2 separate regions of the Mus musculus genome follow, and region 2 is linked to region 1. The links are chromatin contacts, called in public promoter capture Hi-C maps. All regions are on one chromosome and are shown on one strand. Each heading gives the region's core, a stretch centred on a gene start, on an enhancer-like site or on the middle of the called end of the contact. The rest is flanking DNA. Distances are from core to core; before and after follow the strand shown. Region 1 overlaps Slc16a10 (solute carrier family 16 (monocarboxylic acid transporters), member 10). Region 2 has its middle 27 kb from the start of Gm31992.

What was found. Capture Hi-C pulls out chosen DNA fragments and counts their contacts.
Region 2: a contact with region 1 is called in a promoter capture Hi-C map of liver. The contact joins two enhancer-like sites. A contact is called at or near these places in 1 of 15 datasets of contacts at CTCF or cohesin (large pre-B cells), 14 of 484 Hi-C or Micro-C datasets (the G1E-ER4 cell line, bone marrow-derived macrophages, embryonic fibroblasts and 9 more), 7 of 115 datasets of contacts at active chromatin or transcription factors (VIP interneurons, embryonic stem cells, extraembryonic endoderm stem cells and 4 more) and 3 of 9 other capture datasets (adipose tissue, liver and pancreatic islet).

Annotation. Positions count from the first base shown.
Region 1 is chr10:40,075,962-40,083,340 of GRCm38.p6, forward strand. It overlaps Slc16a10 (solute carrier family 16 (monocarboxylic acid transporters), member 10), which reads right to left. Exons shown (of 6, transcript NM_001114332.1): 2 at 4,702-4,846; 3 at 603-1,056. Among named protein-coding and RNA genes, the nearest start is that of Gm25613, 30 kb to the right of the region's middle. Within about 2 kb of position 1,535, at least 49 of the 459 cell types and tissues checked have an H3K27ac peak or open chromatin away from gene starts, as enhancers often do. A contact at or near this core is called in liver, where this site is marked.
Region 2 is chr10:40,187,329-40,193,978 of GRCm38.p6, forward strand. No RefSeq gene overlaps it. Among named protein-coding and RNA genes, the nearest start is that of Gm31992, 27 kb to the left of the region's middle. Within about 2 kb of position 1,718, at least 14 of the 459 cell types and tissues checked have an H3K27ac peak or open chromatin away from gene starts, as enhancers often do. A contact at or near this core is called in liver, where this site is marked.

The DNA.
Region 1 (7,379 bases), core at 285-2,784:
TTCCAGAAATATCTCACAAATAGATACAATGTTTCTTTGTATTAGTCACTGTCATTTTGTTAACTACGTAATTTCTGCATCCATCTGTTCAAAATTATTAATATTAACAAGGTCATTACACTCAATTGATCCCTGAATGAGATCAGCAAGCTCCTTCTGGAAGTGATCGATCAGACCTTTTTGCTACATTTCTTTCCTGGGGGAATGGGTGGTGGAGGGGCTCCTAGCTGCAGCAGTGAAGGCTGGAGGATGGCCCTCAGGAGCTGGCTCTCGCCTCCCACTGTGGGAGCTGCCAGACATCAAACTCAGGCTGTCAGGCTTGGCAGCATCTTACCCATTTCACATATCTTACCTTGATATAATTCATTCCAAGATTTTAGTTCCCCTTTTAAAAAACTGCGTTTGCTTGGGATTTTTAAAATGCTGAAGCACACCATTAGACCCTTTGTTTGATTGTCTGATGGGGGAACTGCTCTTGTTTGAAAAACCTTTCATTCTCAGAGTCTGGGGGCAGGCTTCCTGACATGTCTTGCTCATCTGGATAGATCTCCCTTGTGACCCGATGATATTTATTACAAACAGAGCCAAAGATGCATACTTACCAAGTGAACGTAAGGCACAAAGTAGCCAAAAAGTGCAAGTGGTATCCCAGCAGCCCACACTGCATAGGTTGTCTCCTTGAAGAGGGCAAAGTTAAAGACTTTTTTTGGAGGACTAAGCTTTCTCCTGGAGAAGAATGAGCTTCTGCTGCCCCCACTCTCTTTCTCTTTGGTGCTGGGAACAAGAGGTCGGTAGGTAAAGCCAGCCAGAAAGAGAACAAACATGAAGATGCAGAGGATCCGCAGCGTGTTAAAGAGCTTCACACTGCTGATTAGATTTCCTAACAGCAAAGGGAGCAGGATTGTGAAGACGCTGCTGCCGGCCGTGACGATGCCGTTGACTAGTCCAAGGCGCTTCTTGAAGTAGTGTCCCAAAATGACCAGTGACGGCTGGTAGGCAAAGGAGCAGCCGCAGGCAAATATGATTCCATAGGTGAGGTACAGAGGCTCGATGGAGCTGTGTAAAGATGAAAAAGACAGAACAGAGCTTTAATCTTTTCTTAATGGTGCTTGGTAAAAGAAAGTCTCAGAGAGAGGCTGGAGAGAGGCCTCAGCTGTTAGGAGCATCTGCTGCTCTAGCAGAGGACTTGGACTCAGTTCCCAGACCCCACATGGCAGCTCATGATCCCATAACTCCACCTCAGAGGCATCAAAGATAGCCTCTTCTGGCCTCTGTGGACACTAGCCATGCACAGGGTGAATATACATATCTGCAGCTAAACACTCATACACATGGAATATGGAGCAAATCTTTAAAGGAATTCCCTTAGCAAAAACAGATCTTGTCAATGTTCTCTGAAAATAAAAATCAAAAATGGAGAAAAGCCTAATAAATCAAGAATACAGCAGTAAAATATTTCACTTAATCTGAATGTCTGAAAACTGACCATTAAGGTCATCAGTGCCTTGTCCCCTGTTCCCTGCCAAGGACTTCTACTGAACCATATACAGCATTGAGTAAGAACTGTGCTCTGCACAGCTCAGAAAAGAGCTGCCAGGAACGGACAATAAAATCTTCCTCAATAATACTTTTAAATTACATTTCAACTGTGTACACTCATTATTTTTATGGCACATCCCAGGTGCTTACTAAGCAATATACACCAAGAAAAGACTATGTTTGGTACTGTCTTCCAGTGTTTTGTCAAGAACATTTGCATTGAAGAGCAGCTGGACTCCTCCCACCCGCACTGGCCCAGGGCTGCCAACCAACCTTTGCCCTGTATTGCGCTGTTCCTGTATTGCATTGTGCAAGATAAGAAGAAGTGACATCCCGATTGCACTAAGACTTAACTAAGTGTGCCCAGCAGTGATTTCAGTCTGCAGACTTTTATAGTAAGCTCTTATGTCTCAAAAGAATAGTAAAGGATATAAGAATGTTTAATTTAATCAAATAACTACATTTCTTAGGACAGTGAAGGGATATGTGCTTTGAAATAATTTAGGTAAGGACTAAAGGAAATCAAGTGAAAAGTTGCCATCTTTTCTTTCTTTTTGCAAAGTCAATTCAAAAGGCGACTTATCAGTAGTAAAACCAACTAAGAAAGATAAAGCTGGTTAATAATTAAATTTTGAACAATAATGCTCACTTACCAGCATACTGAGGTATCACATGGACTCGGATCTGATCAAATGAAGGCACGCTGGCAATCCTGAGAAGCCCTTCCCCCGCCCCATTCGTTCACACCCAGCTCTGCCACCGTTAAGAGTCACTTCTGGACCTTTCCAGATTAATCTCACCTCACTCTGATGACTACTAACCAAATCTCTACTCTTGACTCAAAAGACACAATAAACAGAAACTTGGTTGAAAAGTGTTTGTGGCTTCAAGTTAGTCACGGCCTGCTTAAAGAAATACTTTTATCTCTATCCCAGTAAGAATCGTACAGAACAAGTAACGGTTCACTTTAAAAGTATATCTTAATTACTACTACTGCATTTGTGTGTATGGATGCTTCGCCTGCGTGCACATCGTCCTCCATGTGTGCCTGGTACTTATGAGGCCAGAAGAGTGACTGAATCCCCTGGGACTGGAGTTATAGACAGTTATGAGCTACTATGCGGCTGTTGGACGTCAAACCCAGGTCCTCTGCAAGAACAGCCAATGTCCTCAATCACTGAGGTATCTCTCCAGCCCCTGCTTCATTCTTTTTGGTTGGAGGGGGAAGTTGCCTGTTTTGTTTTTAGACAAAGTCTCTCACCGTATGGCAGAGATTAGCCTCGAGTTCCCAATGCTTCATTCTGTATGAAATTTTCCACATAAGCAGTTTTCCAAAATAATTGCAAGTTCTTGAATTCTCAAAAATCAAAACAATTTTAAAGAAAAGGTAAAATCTATTGTGCATTTCTCTGCCTCCCTCAAAACATATATTAGAAGCAGTATTGATAGCATTATTATCACAAATATCAAGTGCTAGAGGAACTTCACAATACGGAGATGATGAAGCCAGATGGGCATGTGCATATAGCAGAAGCAGTCTTTGGAGAATGAGTTGAAATCTCATGCACTTACTGAGATTGGCCTCGCATCTTCTTGTGAACCTTTGTGTCACTGTTCTCCTAGAACCTCTGTCACTCATGTCTGTCCTCAGGACAAACAGCTGCTTTCAGTGGTTGAGATTGGACATCTAACTGTAGTGTAAGTCAGTACGATTACAAGGACTCAGAGCCAGGACACTGCTGTGACCAGTGTGCTAGAGAAGGCTCCCTAGAAGGCAGAAGAAGAGTCACAGGAAAAGTGGACCTGCCACCTGACACTGGTAGCTTACACTCTCTCTGTGACACTCTGTGATGGTCTGACAGCCTTTCACTATCAGGTTAAACAACGAAACTGAGTCATGCGAGGATATTACATATATCAAGGTCAATGTGGTCTCTGGAAATGCTTCTCCTGGGCTTTGAGATATGGAGACAGAAGAAGGAGAGGCACACACTGGTTACAATATCCAGCTGGAGAGCAGGCTCTGAGCCTTTCCTCCTAGCAGTCTCTCCAAGCCCTCAGGAGAGGCAAAGCTATAGGTCCAGTACATGAGTACCTACAGAATCTCAAACAAACTTTCCTTTTTATACAGGAGGTTTAGAAGCCCTCAGAAAGGCTCTTTAAAGATGAAAACCTTCTTATGCTGCTAATAAGTATAATTTGAAGGAACCTGAGTAGAATTTGAAGGGAAAAGTACAAATGCTAGCTGCTTGCTTAGACTGAGGAAGAGCTGTGTGTGTACGGAGTGACATGAGAAGCTAAGCATGCCTCTGAATAAATAAGAAGAAACTTAGAAAGCAGGGCAACTCTACAAGCTGGATTCCTTCTGACTGCCACCAAGGACTACATCATGGTTTTCAACTAAGGAACACGAGGGTAGGCATGGGGGAGAGGCAAGATAAGCCCCAGCTGGAGAATGGTCTTTGGGCTTCTCCTTGCTAATGGCCCCTGCTACCAACCAGTGTGGCAGAGTACACCAGTGTTCCTCTAACTGAAATTCTCAGAGCCACAAAGAGAACTGAGGACAAGAGCTCTGAACATCACAGCGTGTCCTGTCATTAGTGTCTTTGGAGGCCTGCATCTTTTCTTCTAATAGATGTAGTTTATGACATTAAGTTTTCAAGAATATTTAACCACCTCATTTTGTCATGATATTAAAATGTTTTAATATTTTTAAATTTTTATTATTTTTATTATTTTCTTAAACCATAGACTGGAATTCTCTATCTGGGTTGGCACTGATTTAAAAGACCTTATTCTCATCAATAAATTTTCCTATCAAGCTTATTACTTTAAATATCACTTACTCAACCCTTTAGATCTAAGATGGCAGTGACTTTAAACTCAAGCCACAAGTTTAGATAACTCACAAATATAAATAGTTTCCTTTATGGGTTTACATAAATAGATTAAGACAAATGGAAACACATTTTTCTTGGCTCCAGTGAACACATACATCCTGACATCTAAATTGGCCCCTGCAGGCAAATGAATTAAATGTTTAGCCTCTGGCATACTGCTGATCTATGGAATGTTAAGATTTTAAGGGGATTCTCTTTGTAAACAGCGAAGTTTGAACCTGGAAGGCTCAAGAACAACGTGAAGTGGCGGCCACGTCCTTACCTTACAAAAGAACTGGACATGAGTCCAATGAATCCCACAGCTGCCCCCACAACAGCTGTTCTCCGGCAGCCGAACATGTCCGTGAAGACACTCACGATGGGGCAGCAGAAGAAGATCATGCCCATGGACAGCGAGCCCACCCACGCTGGGGAGGAAGAGGAAGAGCATTACAACATTGAAAGCTGTATTTAGAAGGTGGCTAAATCACTTCAAAGAAGACCACTGGTGCACACTGACAGGCAGAGGAAAGAGAGGCCACAGCAAATCAGTCGCAAGCCTCAACACTTGCTTAAGTACCTGGACAGTAGTAATTCATACAGCAACTGTATTTAATTGAATTCTTAAAAAGTTTGTGTGTTTAAATTAATTGAACACTCTTCTATGACTTTGTCTAATTGATATGTGATCTTAAGCAATCTATAATCTAAAAGACAAAATTCATAAAAGCTGGACAAGTGGAGCAACCTATGGTCCCAGCACCGTGAAAGCTAGGATAGAAGGAAAATGAGATCGAGTCAGCTTGGATGACACAGTAAGACCCTACACACACACACACACACACACACACACACACACACACACACACACACACACGCACACATTCACAATACATTTAGTTTAGGAATTTATGCCAGGAAGGTCAAAATACAGAGAAATGACCACTAAAATCAGGACAGTGACTATAACTCTTTTATTTTAGGATGTTTCTGTAATCCAGGGTCTCACTCTGTAGCCTCCACTGGCCTGGAACTGATTATGTTGCCATGACTGGCCTCAGACTCACCCCAGTTCTCCTGTCTCAACTAGGCCCCCAGATTCCTAGACGTCCAGGTGTGAGCCACCATGTCTGCCTGTGAGTAACTCAGTGGAGAAAAGGTCACTATCATTCTGGAACAAGGCGATAAGAAGTGAACATCTGTGGAGCATCGGGACTTAGGGCTTTGGTTTGCTTTGTTTGGCTTTTTTTGTTTGTTTGGTTTTTGTCCTAAAGAAATTGACTTTTATATAGTATATTTCTGCTTATGCATAGTATTATTTCTGACCTGGACAATAACTTTAGGGTATTTGCTTTACCATTATTTATGAAACTACAATGTTTTATTTTCTTCTCTGCAAGTATGCTATTTTCCACAACTTAAAAAAAAAAGGTAGTAGGAATCAAAAGTCATAGTTTCTGATTCTATAAAAATAAAAAAGTTTAAAAAAGCAGAAAGCATAGGATATAAATAACCATAGCAGTATGTCAAAGAACCAAATGATCTATGATCTGCCATCAAGCCTAGAAGCTTTTCCCAAAACAGTTTAATAAATAAGCCAATAAGGCCTATATCCATGAGGGTGTACAGTACACCCTACACTAAAGCTGTCACTTCCCTTCTGAGTTGGTTTAAGTATCTTGGAAATGGATTAGTCATTTACCTTCTCAGAACTACTGAGGGTTCCGTGAACCTCAGTGCTGGACCATACATCCTAATGTAAAGTCCGGACAAAGGTAAGAATGTAATGTCTAACATCTAAATGAAGATGCCCAAACTGATACCTTCATGATCTTTTTGTTTTCTTGTAACTTAAGTTATTCCTTTTTGGGTTTTCTGACATTTTGTTTTGTTTGTTTCCGTTTTTTTGAGACAGGGTTTCTCTGTATAGCCTTGGCTGCCCTGGAACTGACGCTGTAGACCAGGCTGGCCTCAAACTCAGAAATCTGCCTGCCTCTGCCTCCCAAGTGCTGGGATTAAAGGCGTGCACCGCAACCACCTGGCTAGCTTGTTCTTAAATTATGTGATATTCTTAAATAGCTATGATTCTAATGTTCCTCCTTTATCAGAAAGAAGACTGTTATCTTAAAATTCTTTTGGGTCTGACACAAACTTGGTCCCCACAGGAGCACAAATGATCATAACCACAGAGCATCATCTCTCCAGCCTGCTGCTTTATTTTTGCTGCACCAACATCCGCACTATGATGAAGAGAACATCTCCAGAGGACGCAGCACAGTTCCTAACTAACTAGCAGGAGACCACAGGATGCTCTGCCAGACCGTCAGGGAAACCTGGCCCACCCAAACCTGCCTGAGTTGAAACCAAGAAAAACATCCATCCGCGAGGAACCAACCTAGAACCAACATTAGCAGAGGCTCTAGGGGAGGGAGCTAGCTGGAAAGACGGTATTGGCATTGTCTGCAGAGGCTGAAAACTTGGTCTGCAGACAACACGGAAGAGCGAGCCATGTGAGGAGTTTGGACTGAGTTTATGTACTTCTTGGAACAACTTCTCAGAGCTATTTTTACTAAGTAGTTTGTGAGTGCTAATTTTTAGGACTTTACTAATTGGATTACATCGCCCTTGCCCCCTGCAAAACACACAAAACACACACACACACACACTGAGTCATACTTTTTTGGAAATTTCCATCATCTGAAAGTAAAATAGATGTTGGAAGATGTATATAAAGTTGATTCAGCATCCCATACATTTGATTTAAATTTTTAGTTTTGTGCATATTTTTACAATACACAGTTGAATTTTTCAGTTTTTCTAGAGCAAATATTTGTGGTTATTTGTGATTTTAATTTTAAGCCTGGATAACTGTGGCCACCTACTAAGTATTTGTGGTTTAGAATGAAAGGTTTTTGCTAGGCCTGGTGGCTCACTGGGTGGTTGAAGTAGGAGGACTGCTGT
Region 2 (6,650 bases), core at 468-2,967, 110 kb after region 1:
GAATAGAAACCCTGACTAAGACAACCGGCTATCTGTAAAGATGTTGACGGCTAGCCCTTTTCCCATGATAAGGGCCTGGGATAGCGCTATCAGTTCAGCCCTTTGAGTTGAGGGACCTGGGTAAAGAGACTAGATCCAAATTGCCTCCGTTTCTGTGGTCACTGCTGATCCTGCTTTTCTGCAACCCTCTCAAATGAAACTGCTTCATCTGTGAACCAAGTCCACTCTGCTCCTGGGAGAGGTGAGTCCTTTAGGTCAGGTCAAGTACTGTGTACTTGTGCTAGGATTTCACTGCACTGGTGGAGCAGGTGGTTCAGGTCAGGGTCAGGGTCAGGGAGAAGGGTCACAGGATTTAAGGAAGCAGGCAGCTGGAAAGTAACTCAGCCAGGATTGATTAGTAAGGTCTGATAATGAGTCATGCGGGCATTACTGAGCAATCTGTCAGGTAGCTGTTTGAGTACCCCTTCTATTGCTTGGGGGGTAGTCATGGCTAAATTTTGTCCCAAAGTCAATTTATCTGCATCTTTAACCAGTAATGCCATAACCATAATGATATGCAGGCAAGGTGGCCATCCTGCTGCCACTGGTTCTAATTTTTTTTGACAAATAAGCCACAGGCCATTTCAATGGTCCAAAAGTTTGAGTCAGGACCCCTTTAGCTATTCCTTTCTGTTCATCAACATATAAGTGAAATGGTTTAGTGATGTCTGGTAGCCCCAAAGCAGGAGCGACAGCAGGGCCTACTTTATTCTCTCAAAAGTCCTTTGATGATCTTGAGTCCAAACAAAGTCTTTGACTTCTCTGGTGGCTATTTCTGCGAAACCTGGAATCCATAGTCTGCAAAAGCCTGTGAACCCCAAGAACTCTCTTCTCTGTCTTGGGCTCTAGGGGTTGGGTATGCTGAGAATGGTCTCTTTTCTTGCTGTAGAAAGCCACCGCTGGCCCTCCTTTAGAATATAGCCAAGAGAGGTGACCTCAGTCTTACAGAGCTGTGCCTTCTTGGCAGACGCCCGATATCCCATGTTCCCCAGAGCCTGTAGAAGATTCTGGGTCCCTTCCTTGCATCCCTCTTCGGTTTCTGCTAAAATTAAAAGGTCATCTACATACTGCACAAGGGTTATATCTGCTCTATTGACTCTGTAATCACCCAGGTCCTCATGCAGAGCTTCATCAAAAATAGTGGGTAAATTCTTGTAGCCTTAAGGCAGGCGAGTCCAGGTGAGTTGTCCATTGATGTCTTTTTCAGGATCGTACCACTCAAAGGCAAAGTATTTCTGGCTCTTGGGAGCCAAAGGTAAGCTGAAGAAAGCATCCTTTAGGTCCAGAACAGAATACCATTTCCTATCTGGAGGTAGAGAGCTCAACAGAGTATAAGGGTTAGAATGTGTGTCCATCACCCTGAAGATAACTTACCATAGATCTTGGACATGGCGGTAGTCATTGGACTTTGGCTTCTTCACAGGCAATAATGGGGTGTTCCTGGCTGAATGGCATGGCCTAAGGACTCCCAAGGCCAACAGTTTCCGGATGGGGAGTGATCCCCTTTCATGCCTCTTGGGACATAGGATATTGTTGGACCCATGCTGGGTCTGCTCCCAGCTTGAGCTCCACAAATACAGGGGGTCAGTGTTTTGCCAACCCCATGTCTCCAGTTTCTGTCCACGCCTGGGGAAACTCTGCCAGCCAGGCCTCCAGGACTTTTTCCGCTGGCAGCTGGTGACTCATTTAGTCTATACTCAGCCTCAGAGGTCAGGTCAAGTGTCAGCACCTGGATTGGATTTCTGTTGCAGTTTGCTAGCTGAATTTCCCCAGGGTCAAAATGAATCTGGGCTCTCATTTTGGCTAGTAGATCTCTCCCCAGTAAAGGGTGTGGGCACTCAGGAATAACTGTGAAGGAATGAGACACTTAACCCATCCCCAAGTCCACTGTTCTTTGGATAGCCCATGAATATTGTTTGATGCCTGTGGCTCCTGAGACACAGGATTTCTTATTAGACAATGGCCCTTAAGCCTTCGTGAGCACCTTAAGCCTTAAGTGTTGGGCTCCAGAATCCACTAGGAAATCTAAAGGCTTCACACACACACACACACACACACACACACACACACACACACACACTCTCTCTCTCTCTCTCTCTCTCTAAGGGTTAGCCTGGGCTCAGGAGGTGCCTGTAGTCTTGTTTGGGGGCTTTTTCTTTGGGCATTCTCAAGCCCAGTGTCCTTGCTCCCAACAATAAGCGCATTGGTTCTTACCTAAGGCTGATTGGCAGCCTTCTCCAGGCTCTGGCCAGTGGCCTCCTCCAGGTTCTCTCCCCTCTGCAATGTTCTGGAGCTGGCGCCTCCTCTCTCTCTCTCTCTGGTCCAGGTTACCATTGGCTAGCAGGACTTTGGCTAGATCTCTGTTTACTATCTTCCCTGCCTGGATCTTCTTTTTCTCTTTCGTTTCCCTGTTATGGCACACTTTCTCCACATCCTCCACCAAACCTCTCAATGACTTCTCCCCTGGTCTTTCTAAGTTCTGTAACTTCCTTCTAATGTCAGGTGCTGACTGATTTATCAACACCAGCAACACTGTGTTAGACTTCTCCATTTCCTCAGGGTCTAAGAGTGTATAATGGCAGAAAGTGTCCATAGTCCGCTCAAGGAACTCTGCAGGGCTTTCATTATCTTTCTGCCTGACATCATAAACCTTAGCCAAATTAGTGGACCACTTGGCAGCTGCCCTGAGACCTGCTGTTAGAGACTGGTGATAAACATGGAGACGTTCCTTACCTGTCCCCATATTGTAATCCCAGGCTGGTCTCCTGAGAGGAAACCCCTCATCAATATTGGCTTGGTTCTGAGTTGGAGTGCCATTGGCGCCTGGAATGTTCTTCCAAGCCTCCAGAACGATTTCGTTCCTTTTCCTCTGTTCTGAAGAGAATCTGCAACAATTGTTGGCAATCATCCCAGGTGGGCTGAGGTGTCTAAGAGACCAATGAGCTCTTTAGGGTTGTCAGAGAACCTAGAATGCTCTATTCTCCAATTGTAAAGACCAGCAGTAGCAAAAGGCCAATACCAATGGGGCTCATTTCCCTGTTCATCAACTGGCCCTGCTCTGGGGGGGGGGGGGGGGGAGTAAGAGTGGATTCTGCCTCTGGTTCTACAGCCTTGGCCAGTGCCATGACAAGCCTGCTCCCTTGAGCTGGACCTCCCTCCATCCCGAGGTGGATACTATTGAAACCTGGGGCACTCCCTCTGAGGGATACATGGGCGGGAATAGAGTCAGTTCAGAAACCACTGGCTCTGCTGGGAGAATCCCCTAGGGTGGAAATGCATGTGCAGGTCCTGCAAGCAAAGGCAGCATGGGAACACATGTGCAGGTCCCCTGGGCAAGGTCACAGGCACAGGTGGAGTCCCAGCTGAGGCAGGGGCTGCTGCCTTGGCCAGAGCTGGTGTCTGAGTGTAAGGTAGTGGGAAAATGACTTCTTTTGGTGTACCGTCCTGTAAAATGGGATAGAGGAGTTTTGAAGACTTAGAGACTTCCTGCTTTTGTTCATTTGTCATCAAGGCGGGCATGGTTCCTGGAAGCAAAAAAGCGTTAGTTGGGAGCAATAGGAAAGATTTCACCCAAAGTGGTGGTTTGGCAACCAAATCTTTCCAGACTGTAATGTAGGGGACTTGTTCTGGATGCCCCTGTGCCTTCTGAAACACTTTGTCTTCCACCGCTAGCACCGTGGGGAGATGGATGGTCCCCTCTGGTGGCCAAAGGTAGGACTCTGAGCTGCAATACCTGTGCATTTTCTTCTTATTCACGTTCACCGAGAGATTGTGAGCTCTGGTTTTCACGTCCTTAAAGTGAGCTAAAACAGTGTTAAGAGGATAGGAGGGAAGAGAGTGAGAGTTAACCTGTCCCATTGCATCCATCACCGTTCAGTATAACAAGAGACTAAACACTACCAGAAACACCACTGACAAAACCACACGAACAAAATAGCCATGTCGCAACTGGAAACAAAAGTAAACTCAAGCACTAGGACTCACAGACTCTCACCTCAGAAAGTGGAAATGAGGTGGATATGGTCTCTCCTTGAACACTTCCAGCCGATGGGCAGGTACCTCATCCACCCTGTACCTGGGGTCAGGAACGACTTCCTGTTCCCTGCAGCCATGACTCTCCAGTGTATCCGCTTTAGCCAGTTCTTGTGGTTTAGTTTACACCATTATCTCGAGGCTTCCCCCGCCCCCTATGCCAAAATACGACCAGAAAGAACAGACGGGAACAATACAGAAACACTGACACTCACCATACTCGCTTGCCAGCCTTGGACTCTCCGGATTGCAGACTCCAAAGATCCACTGGGGAATCCTGGTCGAACGAGCTCCCAAAATGTTGTGTCCAGGTCACAGCGGAATCCCAAGGGGAACTCTTAAGAATCGCTGACCAGATGTAGTGAAACAAGAGAGTCTTTTATTAATTTGAGTCAGACTCAGATCGTAAACCTTCCCACTGCGCAGGACAGGAATTCGACCCCGAGCCTAGAGGTTTGGCATTTTTATACGAGCATAATCAGGGATTCTCTGGGTTTTAGGGTGACGGGGGAGGTAATAAGGGAAGTCATCTTTCAAACACGATAACGTTTGTTCAGGCAGTGGGGCACTGCGGGGCCATGGGTGTGGGGAAAAGAGGGAAAGGGGGAAAACCTGCATCCTGCCAGAGTTCTGGTGCTCTGGGCAAGTGGACGCGAAAGACTGCCACACACTTTCCATGCAGCCCAGGGTGGGTGTCTGGCTGTGTGAAGCCACTGACCCCAGCTCTGTGGGTGGTGGACAAGGGGCAGTCTTAGGCACCAGGTTCCCAGCTTCAGGCATCTCACACTAGATACTAGATACTGAGAAGGAGTTGAGAACAGAATGCCGCGGCCGCCCCCAACCCCCAACCCCACCCCCAACCCCATCCCCCGCCGCCCCGGGCGATGCAGTGGGCAAGGAGAGAGGGCAGCTCATTAGGAGAAGCCTAACCCATCGTTCAAGCATGGTAGGCAGGCCTGGGGAGGAGCATACCTGGCTATAGTCAGGTAACTGTGGGCGTGGGGTCTAGCCAGAATGATAGAAGCTTGGGACATTGTCTTAGTGATTGATAGTCACAGAATTATGGAATTGGAGGCTCTGTGGTTTCAGGGAACGTGGCTCGCTTTTCTGTCCCTTGTAGAGTTCTCTACTGGGTCACTGGAGCAAGCCCCACTCAACCAAAATAGGCTGCCTATCACGGCCCCCACAGGGCACCTGCAACTGGGAAGAGGAGCTCTTCTAACCTGGGAAGTAACTTTATGGTGCTATCAGGAACTAGTGTGCTTTCACAACTAACCACAGCTGTCTGTGGATGCTGGATTTCCTTCCTTAGCCATATATCAGTGAGAGTGCTGGCCTCGGTGCTCCGGGGTGAGAGAGACTGTCATTTGTCTATTTTCAAGCCCGCATCTGTTGTTCCGGTGTGTGTGTGTGGAGGGGGGGGGGGAGTGTCATTAGGGAGTGTCTCTATGAAAACAGTATAGCAATATTCTAGTGCCAGATCAGGTCCTCTCTGAAAGGCTAAGGAGGGGAGGGGAGCCCCATGTTATCTTCAGGAAAAAGCAGGGGTGAGGGGAAAGTTCTGTGAGCAGCAAGAAAGCACAGACGCAGGTTGCCCGTGTCTCTTCAGTTGTAGCAATAGAAACCCTGCCTAAGACAGAGTCCAACAATTAAAATTCACTATTTTGCTACACTGAAGAACTCCTTCAATCAGGATTCACCACATCATCCTAGCACAGCCCCCTTTATAGAACTCACCATGTTTGTATATCACATTAGACTCAAACTCTTAGAGAACTATCTGCCTCTACCTCTCAAGTGCTGGTATTAAAGTTGTGTGGCACCACACCTGGCTTACTTTTAAGTGAATTAGTAATCAGAGTTTATTTTATCAAGTAAAGGATGTTTGGCACATTTCCTCTGGGATCCTGCAAAGGCCGAAAGCAAGTGCACCTTGGAGAACATGGAGGGCAGCCTGAGCCAGGCAGCAAGCAGCAGTGGCCGTTTCTTTATAAGTAAAGCTGCAGGTAGTGACTCTCTCCAGGGAAGCTAGATCCTCGCGTGAACACAGTGATTGTAGGCAAGAAGCTTATCCACCAGAGCTGCATCAGAGGCAAGAGTGCAAAAGGTGAGAGTACCCTCTCACTGCAGGGCCGGGTAACCCACCTGCAAGGGCGAAAAGGGAAACAAGATTGCTTTCTGTCTTCTTTGTTTTCTGGTTCTGGGCAGGGAGCTTGATCCAGTAGGCCAATAAACACCTACCCACCTCACCCCTGCCCAGGCTTCCTGGCATGTCCTCATGTCCATTCCACGTCTCTCTGTCTGTCTGACCATGCTTACCCCACACCCCCATCAAGTATCTGTGGGCAGTTTGGAGTACATGGCCTAACAAGGTCAACTTGTCCGTATATTGAATACCCAGAAAGGCCCCATAAATTTCAGATTTGATATCATAGTAATTATATTTCAATGTTTTCCCCAGTACTAAACATTGAGCCTCGGGGCCTTGTTCTATCACTGGCAGATAATCATGTTCAGAGTCCTGGGAACTGAAGCAGTGACTCAGTGGATAAGTGCTCAGCCCTCCATCCACCCGTAAG